Regions from separate parts of the Mus musculus genome. Here region 2 is linked to region 1. The links are chromatin contacts, called in public HiCAR-type maps. All regions are on one chromosome and are shown on one strand. The core of a region is the stretch at or near the end of the contact, and the rest is flanking DNA. Distances in the headings are between cores, read along the strand shown.

Region 1 (5,419 bases), core at 1,163-3,662:
GCTGTTACAATAAATTGTTTCTTAAATGTGTATGGTTATTTTGCTTCTGTATACATCTGTGCACCATGTTTGTCTGATGCATACAGAGGCCAAAGGAAGGAATCAGATCACCAGAAACTTAAGTTTCAAATGGTTATGAACCACAAGGTAGGTGCTATGAATCAAACCTGGGTTTTTGAGAAGAGTGCCCAGTGCTTTTAATACCTAAGCCATCTCTCCAGCAGCAATAGTTTTAATTTGCTAAGTCTGTGGTAGTTTATTTCATAGCAACAGAAAATGAATACAGGGAATCTGAAGTGATTTTTCTATCATAAGTCATAATGTTATATAGAGATCTCTAGTAACAATAGAATCTGAACCCAGCATTAGATCATAAAGTCAGGAGTATAATTAGAACAAGTACTGAAGCAAGAACATACCCTTTAAAAATAGAAAGTGGACCACATTAAGAAGCAATAGGATCAATTTTATGCATGGAGGCTATATTTCTCTCCCTTATTGTGCCTATCCCAGGAAGGACACCTCCAGTGAAGGAACATGTTCTTCTTGGTAGCCATTTTACACTAAATTGAGTCTGTCATAACTAAGTCTATTAGATGAAGGAATATATGTAGAAGTTAACATACTCAAAATGAAAATTTGGCTGCCTGAAAGAGTAATACTATGTTGTACATGTTTCATGGTAGTGTTGTCCTTGAAACTGTTCTGATTTAGCTGCCTTCATCTCCTATTTCTTGTTCTTCACACCCTGCTTTTAGAGTCACCAGCTAGCTCAACCATGCATGCTTCTTCAGGGTTGTGAGCAGACCTTCTTTTTGTTCTTTACGTTCTACTCTTAGGAGGCCTATTAAATAGTCCCTGAGGAGCTATCTTCCTACCTACCAATAGTCGAGGGTATGCTAGATCAAATCTATTATATATTGTAAGTATCAGGATGTAGTGACAGTGACCGCAGGCTTGAACAGTGTCATATTTCTCTTGTATGTTTAGAATACTGGTGTTTACACCATGCCTGGCTCTTAGATAACTTCTTTTCTTTCTCTCTTTCTTCTTCTTCTTCTTCTTCTTCTTCTTCTTCTTCTTCTTCTTCTTCTTCTTCTTCTTCTTCTTCTTCTTCTTCTTCTTCTTCTTCTTCTTCTTCTTCTTCTTCTCCTTCTTCTCCTCCTCCTCCTCCTCCTCCTCCTCCTCCTCCTCCTCCTCCTCCTCCTCCTCCTCCTCCTTTCTTCCAGCCTGGGTCTGCTTCTGCCCTGGGGTGTCCAGGCACAGTTCCATACCAGGCAGGGCTGGAAGGAAAGAAGCTTATCCAGGCGGGTGGGATCAGAGGTTCACAGGATGTTGGCTGGCTTGAGTGCTGGGAAGTAAAAGCTTTTTCCAGATGGTTTTCAGTAAAACAGACACATGGGAGTTTTCAAGGTAAGTACATTATTAGCTAGTAGTGAGGTACTGCAAATGCTTCATTTGCATGAAGAGGAATTCCAGGTGCTTGCTAGACATGCCCTTATAGAAAATGAGGAAGTTAAATCTGTAATTTGCCCACCAGGCTTCATGACTACCTCAAGGGTGGCAGAACTGAAGGTTGTACAGACGAAATGCACTGGATCATGCAGCCCCAAAGCAAGGAGGGAAGAGTCCTAACTCCTGCTGGTCTCAGGACAAGATCTCTGGAGTTTGGGCTAGTCTTGCTAGTCACACTTGCTTTGACTTTTCTAGACACGTCTGTCTGGCCCTACTCCTTTTTATATCAACCTTTACACTGTGCAGTAAAGAATTAAAAATGTTAGAATTCTTCCCTTTTGCAAAGCATTATGCCAGTACTTCCATGAGCTGAATCACTTTATCCTCTTACTGATGAGACCACTGAGTATGAAACTCTGTGTCTAAGGGACTTCCTAAGTGATACCTCCATGCTGACTTGCCTGGGGCACTAAGTTATTGTGTTCACATGGTGAGTTTTTTTGTTTGTTTGTTTGTTTGGTTGGTTGGTTGGTTAGTTTTGGTTTTGTTTTTTTTTGTTTTTTGTTTTTTGGTTTTTTTTTTGGGGGGGGGGTTGTAACTAATGATTTGGATCTCTGATATCCACTAAAGGTCTCTGTGCTATAGGATTGGTCTGCAGTGGAGAGTACTGGTTCCATTGCAGAATATTTTCTCAAAAGAAATGGTAAGATTTTTTTTCCTGTCATGTGATGAGATAATAGTTCTCCTGAGCAGCTGCCCTCTCACTGCGTAATACACTAAGGTTCCACAGGCTCAGGATAACAGAGACAATCAGGCCCCTTACTGAGGAGCTGTTAGCAGTGGATAATTGCTGGAAGAGGAGTAATTGTTCTTTGCTTCTTTATGAAGAATGTGACCACTGGTGAGCTTCCTGTGCTCCAGGAAATGGCACCACACCCATAAACGTATGGGGAACTTTAACTGTTCTAGCGGGCTATCAAAGAAAAATAAAACAAAACCAAACTCTATGAGATTAACAGGGGATGTGTTGGAGAGACATGGTAGTTGAAAAGGAAAAAATGAGGCATGGATATCTTATTTTATTGTATACATGTATAAAATTATCCAAAACTTAAATAGACCAGTATCTCACAGAAACTTGTCAAGTATGAAATGCCTTTCACTAATGGACCGTGTATCCTTTTATCTTCAGCAACTCCTGCTTCCTGACTTCTCTTTTAGACACCTTATCTTGGTGTTGCTATTTCTTACAAAAAGAGGAGCCTCTGAATCCTTTTGCATGGCTTATTTCTTTATGATAGAACTTTGGTCTTTCTTGTCCTTCAACACCTCAGTCAAATATCCCCTCTGTCGTGAAGTGAAGCATTCGCTAAAGAGTCTTCTCTCATACCTTTATGAATACTCATACCCAACCATTAATTTTGAATTGATTTTTATTTCATTGAAACAGTTGCCTGGTAACTGATTATACATCTGCTCCACCCCATTTATTATGAAATCCTGAAGAAAAGGATTGACTTAGAGTTATATTCATGCTTGCCATTCTCAGCTTCTCAGGAAAGTACTTTTTGTTCAATAAGTATTTTGAGTTAGTACATAGAGGCCTGAACCACTGAGTGAGAACAAAGAGAAATTGCTTGTTTCTTTTGGTATCATTAGTATTTGTCAGTTGTTCTCAAATGTTAGAACTATCTCAGACAGAACTCATGGGAGATGCAAAGTCTCAGATTTGCCACATTTAGAACTAAATCAGAAGTCTTGATACTAAAGCCTACTTAGCTCTCCTTCAGTTAGCTCTCACATGTAGCTGAACCTGACCTACCTTTGAAGATTGTACTCAGCATAATATGTTGAAAGGATCATCTGACTGAAGCCACAGTCCAACCTTCTTTAATATGCTGTTGGGAAAGTCAGATACAATTTTAGAACATAATTTTTTTCCATTAAAAGTTAAGTCATCAGATGATGTAATTGCTTAGTTTCCTTCTCAACACTAAGATTCTCTATCCCTATAATTGTTTGTTAAAAAAAAAAGAAAGACAAACAGACAAACAAACAAACAACAACAACAAAAAGGAGATCTACTCCTTGGTTGCAGAGACAAGTGGAGCTAAGAGAAAACAAGAGACACAAATCTCCCAATTAGCACTCTTCAGTAATCATTGAAAACTGCCATGAAAAACAAGAAACTCTTGACCCATCACCCACCCTGGTCATCAGTGTTTTATAGGAACTCTATAGTGCACTTGGCCAACCAAATAATTCTTTAAGGGGAGTGGGTTGGACTTTTTTGACCCTTTTATGATCTAATTAAGGTGTGCAAATCAAACGTATTCTAGGCCAGCAGATCCACCCATGCATTCAACAATATGAGAAGTTAGAATTAGTGGTGATGATGAGTGTATATATATATATATATATATATATATATATATATATACATATATATGCATGTCTGTAGGGTACCCTTTCTATTCCCCAAGAATACTTTCTTCAGTTTCAAATTGCACAGTAATAGCTTAGCTTAGTGATGCAAATTAATTTAAACATTTCATACTTTGCAAGCACTGTCTAGAATAACAGCTAGTGTCAATGAAGAAAAATATGCTGTCAATGAGTAGGCACAGCAAACCACAGAAAATGTACATTGTTCCTTGGGATAGAGATATGTAGTAATATACCTATAGGTATTTTAACAATAATGTGTAGTTGTATGTAAAGCACAAGAGTGACTTTATCATTATGATGGCCGCTACTCACAGAATACTTCCAAAAATTGGGACAAATCCAACATCATTTACTTCATGGAAACAACCATCTTCAGGTATAAAAATACATTTTATTACCATTTCTTTCATTATATGTTTATTAGCAACTATTAAACTCCAGTGTTAAAATGCTTTCTTGCAATGCCATTTGGCTGAGACAACTTAAACATCTTTGGCTCACACAAACAAACTGAAATTTAAATCAGTACAAATGTTCATATCATAAGAAAGGAAATGTTTCCAATTAGCTAGTGCCAACCAGCCTCTAACAAGAATTTTTTTATGTTAATCAAGTATTTTGTCTTGCTTTCCCAAGCAACTCATGAGGTCCATCTTATACACACACACACACACACACACACACACACACTTGTGTAGTTCAGTGCAGCCCAAACCATGAGTGGCTTATTGCCTGGCTCATCTGTTGATCTCTTACTAAAAAAAAAAAAAAAAAATATGAAAAAAATTGATGTGGCTGTAATGCTGTTCTCAGTCTCTCTTTGAAGTGAACGGCATGATATAGACATTGTGATATAGACATCATTGTCAAAATACTGTGAATAAGTGACTGTTGAGTGTTTGGTCTTAAACAATTTACCTGTATCATCCACCTCTGCCAAGACCTACAAATCATTTTGAAAGAAGCAAAAGAAGAAACTATGAGAGCCAAGTGATTGAGAAGGAGGGCCGTACAAAACTGGTTTAAGAGTGCTGGCATGTCACTCATGCGCTCACAGAAGCTACAGTTCCCTCTGTCTGGCCTGCACAAGACTGAACCACGGACGTTCAGTCACGATGAAGCTAATGGTAGTTGATTACAATTAGGGAAAAGGAAGTCATTGTTTGAAGTGATGTAGGCACAGGTGAGGTACTCTTGCTCCAGTGGATTTCTCCATACTTGTGTTCAAAGTATGACCCTGGTTAAAAATGTGTGGTCACAGAGATAAAATGAGAGCAATACAAAAGCCATGGAAATAGGATGACTCAATGGGAGGACTGGGTTTCAGAGGAGGAAAGAGGAAGAAAGAAAGGAGCAATGAGTAGTGTCAAGAATATATTACACGCATATGTGAAATTGCCAAAGAATGAGGTAATTCATAAAATGCTTTTAATATGTCTGAATTTTCTTCTCAACAAATACCCTCCAATATATTGGAGTATCATTTGGTGGTCCTTCAAATAGGGTAAAAGTTAGA
Region 2 (5,574 bases), core at 2,566-5,065, 750 kb before region 1:
CAGCCTTTATGACAACTCTAGTTGGATATAGTCATTCTATCTGACCAGAAACTGTCCATTCTCTCTGTTGCTCCCAACATTATGACCTGTACTTACTCATTGTAAGATATATGTTTCCACATTTACTGTGTGGGAAACATTGAATTATAACACTGGATAAAATATAAACCCAATCCCAATAGCCTCTATTGATTCCTTTCTAGTTTTTCAAGTGTTAAAATGAAACATAAGCAATGCAATTTCAAGAAAACACTCTTTTTTTTCTAAACAACTTTTCAGTTCAGAAAGAAACGGGGCTCAAACTCCAGATTGTTAGGTTGTGTAAGCTCTTTTAGTTTGCTTATCACGTGTGAGAAGAAAGAAGGAACTCCCGTGTCTTTAGAATGTGTACATTTACAAAAATGCACACACACCATGGAAATGAGGAGCAGTGACCAGCCTGGGGGATTCTTTAATTTGAAGCCCATAGTGCTATGTCTTCAAAGTAACCAGGTTAGCAGCCAGGAGTCAGTGTGTGAGCTCTTCCCAAAGGCACCTGCTGGGAGCTCCCTTCTCCACCTGATAGTTACAGAGTGAGGTAAGGAATTCTTTCAGTGGTAGTTTGTAATTCTCTATATTACTGCCATGGACAAGAAGGAAGCATTGAATTTTTATTTTCTGATCCAGAAAACAAGGTATTGATTAAACATTAACAAAAGTCTTATTTTTCAGTTTTGAAGTTTATCTGTTTTTTATGAGAAAGGATAAATGATTTAACACAAAGCAAAAGATAATGAAAAAAAAAACCTTCCTAATAAATGGCAAGCAAGAACAATACTGAAAGGCTAAGGTGCATTTTGACTCCATGATGCAAAGTAAAATAGACTGATGTTTCCAGTCCCATTAGAACATTCTACATTTTATGAACAATTAATACCATTGATAGAGTCCGCTAATGTCTTTTACAAACCTCATTATGGTTTGTATCTGCTAGTTTCCCTTAAAGTGTTGTATGTTCCTTGCTTTAATGATATGAATCACAGTAATCATGAAATCAAGACATCCATTCATCATTGCTCTTCCCTTTTACAGTCTACTAATGTTCTGTTTTTTAAGAATGGGCAGGTCTCCATTATCAAGTAGAAACAGAAAAGTAAGCAACACATGTAGGGACTTGTGCTCTGTTTTGTTATCTCTGCCAAAAAGTAGATGAGTTCCAAATGATAGAGCTGGACATGTTGTTACATAATAAATAGAGGGGCAGAAATGGATTGCCTTGCAGCAATAACAAAGCAACTCCCTATCTTTTATAATTCCAAGTGAAAGTAGAAACAATTTCCTTGAAGGGAAAACAAATACTGCTAGCTTGCTGAGGCTGGGTAGACAAAGGCTGTTCTGACCCCACTCAGTGGATACATGTGGGAGAGAGATGTGCTCCTTTTCAGTTAAGACTTAAAACGCATGCTTTGCCCTTCATCGTTGAGGGTGCATACAGAATCACCAATATTAGCAAGCGGTGCATAGCCTATTTATTTAGTACCCAAACCTGGGTACCTTCAGGAAAGGAAAGATACCTATATGAATTGGTTTAATAATGCACGTGGATTATATTTAATAAATAATTATTTTTCTCCAATCAGAACACAACTGTCAATCCACAGTGTTTCTGAGAAGCATGCCCCATTTTAATTAATAACTATTTTAGTTGTTCACAGATCAGGTATCTCATTTAATAAATCTTTATGGTCACCTCTTGTCAATTTAGCCTACTCTAGCTCTTTACTCAGAGAAGATTAAGTAATTTCTGACAGACTTTTTATGCCTAAAAGCTGTGTGCAAGTCATTTAAGTTTTTTTCTCTTTGCCACATGGCATGAAAGATACTGGTATATAAACTCTGTGAAATTCTTCTTCTTGAGCCCTTAGGAAAACACTGTACATTTCTCCACCCCCTAAAACTTGTTCTTTTGACTAGGCTGGCTTCAAAGCACTAGAATTCCAGTTGGGCTACCACACCCAGCTGTCTACCCTATTATTATTACTCCTTTATCTCTTGGAGGAGATAAAAAGCTAACAATCGAAGTAGCCTGATTAAAACAATTCTCTGATCTCATCCTTCTAAAACATAGCCTTTTGGGATAAGAGTGTTTTTCTTCTGCTTTTGTCTACATTCAGGAACATGTTGGTCAACATCTCTGGAATCGTTAGTTTCTAGATCTTAATGCTGTATTTCTTCTCAAACTCTTATTTGAGGAGATATCTTAAAAATAATCTCTTTCACAGCCATGAAGTCAACTGTCCAGGGCTTTTGCTACTATCTTCATTTTACTAATACCATGGCCTGTTAAGGTCATTTAAACATACTTCTAGGAGGGAAATCAAGGAAACTGGCGATGTATCTGTACTGCTGTGACAGAGTATAGGAGAAAGTGTTGACCAGAGAGAGTCACCTCAATTACCTCCCATAATCCTTTCTACTTCCTCTACATATCAGATTGCTAAACATATAAGGATTAAATCATACTTTATATATGAAGTTTTGTATTTGCTACAAAATGTAGTCTAAATTTTAAATCTAATTATTGCTCAATATAAAGTCTTGATTCAATTCTGTTACCTGAAAGCAAATTTCTGCTGGAAAAAAAAATGTCTGCCTGAATGAAGCATGTTTTCATGACATTTAACAAGTGTGGTACATTTATAAATTTATATGGGAATTGTATACGTCTCTTCTACTGTTCAAGGGAGACTGCTTCTGTGTCCATAGATTAACACTGGTAATCTTGTAAAATCCTGTTTTGATTTTTCACACTGTAATGGCAGCCTAGATTCAGAGATATTGTTACAAGGAAAGACTCAACGAGCACTGATAACTAATTGGATAAGGGGAGCCAAGACAAAACTGAGGGCACAGACTTGACACACAGGGGAAGGAAATGATAAGAAGGAACAGAGAGGACACAGCCGCATGTCCTGCTGCAGCTAATCGGAGCTGAGAAATGGCTGCCTCCCCTTTGTCTCTCAGACAATGCTGTCACTTTCCAGTTCATCTTACATCTGGCTCATGAGGGAATTTTAGCTTCAACTAAATTCACAATCTTTTCTTGGAAGGATGTTCTCGTGGCAATTGCAACCGCTTGCTAACTGTGGAAAATATAGGCCTTTCCTAACTTATAAGCATGTTTCCCATTCATGTGGATACATCCATACATCCATTTGCCATTTCCAATCAGTGGATGGGAGAAAACATAAATACAAATAGATAGATAGATAGATAGATAGATAGATAGATAGATAGATAGATAGATAGATAGATAGATAGGAAACAACTTTCTGCAGAAATTAACAGTTCCAGGCTGCTCATCTAACCTCAAAAGGGACTTGAGCTCCTGAGAGTGAGCCACACTACTATGTGGAAAACTAGGATTTCTCCGGATGTTAAGGTCATTGAAAGTTCAGGATAGTTTTTTGTTTGTTTGTTTGTTTTTTAAAAAAGATGGTCTAGCCCATAGTTTGGCTAGTAATAAACTTGGTCTAGTCCTCCTCTATAATTAAATTTTTGTTATTTTTTTTGAAAATGTAAAAAAAACAGGATGAGTCTGTTTTTGTGGTAATCCTTTGATGAGTTTCTAAAGAAATATTTTGAGGTTTTGAGGTTTTGTTCCCCTCCTTGGATAATGTGGACGATGAAGTGGAACACTGAGAACTTATGACTACGGATTGTGTGGTGTTTTGAAATGGGAAATTATATTTTTCTTTTGGCCCAAGGGTTGGGTTTTAGGAAGCCATTAAAGAATGTTGCTTTAAAGTGATGACCTTAGCACTAGGAAAATGGGTCATGCCCGGGGAGTGCCACTCAAGGACTATAAGATGTTGTGCAAATTTCTGAGGAGTCTGTCCTGTACTTAGAATCACAAACAGAGGTCAGCAGTTCTCACAGAGTTCTGCTTCCAGCTTTCCTTGCACTGTATTTAAGAGCCAGGAGAGGGGTGGGTATGAAACTATCAAGTAAACTTTGGCTTAGCGAGGGGGGAGGAAGCCTGGCAAACTTGAGTTTTCTACGCAGTAGCTATTTTATTATAAAGGAATCATCTAACTTGTGTGCACCTTAATCATCAGAGTGAGAGAACTCAATAACCACGATACTCATGCCTAGGAGCTTTAGAAAATGAAATGAGTTAACACAGCAAATATTACCCCTGTTTTATAGACACACATTTTCATTGTGGCTTTTTAATGAAAATGCAGTACATAATTAGAACTTCATCTGTTGTATGCAGCATGTTTTTTCACTTACTTATTTTAAGACAAAGTTCTAGTTGATAAAAAAAAAATTTAGAACTTTAAGACCAACTATTTGATATTGGCAAGTATCTAAATGAGACTTTGCCTGTCTTTGAATTACCCACAAAGTTTTCCTTGCATCTAGTGTGTTCCACCCATCTTAGAAGCAACTGGGTTGAAAGTCTGTTAGCATTAAAATGACTTTCTTTGAAGCTATTGTGAGGAGTAGCAGTCTAGGCTGGGATGTAAAGCCCTTTGTCACCTTGGTCAAGTTGTGACTGTCTGGGTTGTGAGGTTCAAGGGTCTATTGACTGGATGGAGAAATTAATTATAATTACAATAAGGCGTTCTTAGTTATGAATTCTGTGGAAATGTGGCATATGGATTTCGTAGAGTTTATGAAATATGAAAACCCATCAATCAACTTTTCGTTTGAATAAAGATACTATATTTTCACCTTTCAAATCAGAGACCTAGGCACCACCCTAGCTGAGGAAAGTGCTAATGAAAGTGAATGGTAAGAAGGCATCAGCATTACAAAGAAGGCTGACAGAGGGAGACAAGGAAGGGAGACTTTGAACAGAAAAGAACACACAAGCAGGCAGTTGGCTCTAAGGAAAAAAAAATCACTGAATATTAAATTATTCCAGTGACCTAGTCTTAATTTCTAATAGGAAGCTGCATGGTCAGGGTGGACCAGCTAAATATATAAGGTTGAAATGGAAATCAACTTCCCTACCAGCCAGCATCTAGGCTGTTCTTTGTCCACCTTGGCCATGACTTTCACCTTTAAAAGACTGGAACAAGAGAGGCCTAAGGATATAGAAGCAAAGCTCTCACATCATCACCAACACCAACAAAGGGAAAAAAAACAAATGAGCTTGGGAATTAGAGCTTCACTCATTTATGATCTCTGCCTTTCTAAGGTGGATAAAGGGAAGGTGATTTTCAAAGCACTTTTCAGCTCTCTTTCTTCCTTCCTTTTTCTTCCTTTAAGTATAAAAGATGTTAGTATATCTCGCCAGCGCTAGGTATTTATTCTTTCCTGAGTTTACTGCTCTCAGCATTCTGACAAGCTCCAAAAATAATGACCTGTGCCGTGTGTTGTTAAATGTTCAGTCAGACAGATAGATACAGATGGATGAGTGCTACGCTGCACAAAGGCAAGTCAGCATTATTTAATCAATGTTTGTTTGATCCGTGTAAAACAAGTATAAATGTAAGCTGCGTCCCATCTGTCCTATCATCCATGTGAAGCCAACCTCGTTTTTAAAACTTGATTTCTTATGTAATTGTCCCAGAGTGACACCGG

What was found. HiCAR-type assays count read pairs that join an accessible place to other places.
Region 2: a HiCAR-type map of embryonic stem cells shows a contact between it and region 1, with 6 times the contacts expected there. The contact joins two enhancer-like sites. A contact is called at or near these places in 1 of 39 promoter capture datasets (second pharyngeal arch cranial neural crest), 1 of 484 Hi-C or Micro-C datasets (embryonic stem cells), 1 of 115 datasets of contacts at active chromatin or transcription factors (embryonic stem cells) and 1 of 9 other capture datasets (embryonic stem cells).

What each region holds. Positions count from the first base shown.
Region 1 is chr4:75,264,209-75,269,627 of GRCm38.p6, reverse strand. No RefSeq gene overlaps it. Among named protein-coding and RNA genes, the nearest start is that of Dmac1, 11 kb to the left of the region's middle. Within about 2 kb of position 2,412, at least 34 of the 459 cell types and tissues checked have an H3K27ac peak or open chromatin away from gene starts, as enhancers often do. A contact at or near this core is called in embryonic stem cells, where this site is marked.
Region 2 is chr4:76,013,567-76,019,140 of GRCm38.p6, reverse strand. All of the region lies in intron 29 of Ptprd (protein tyrosine phosphatase, receptor type, D), which reads left to right. Among named protein-coding and RNA genes, the nearest start is that of Gm46893, 320 kb to the left of the region's middle. Within about 2 kb of position 3,815, at least 9 of the 459 cell types and tissues checked have an H3K27ac peak or open chromatin away from gene starts, as enhancers often do. A contact at or near this core is called in embryonic stem cells, where this site is marked.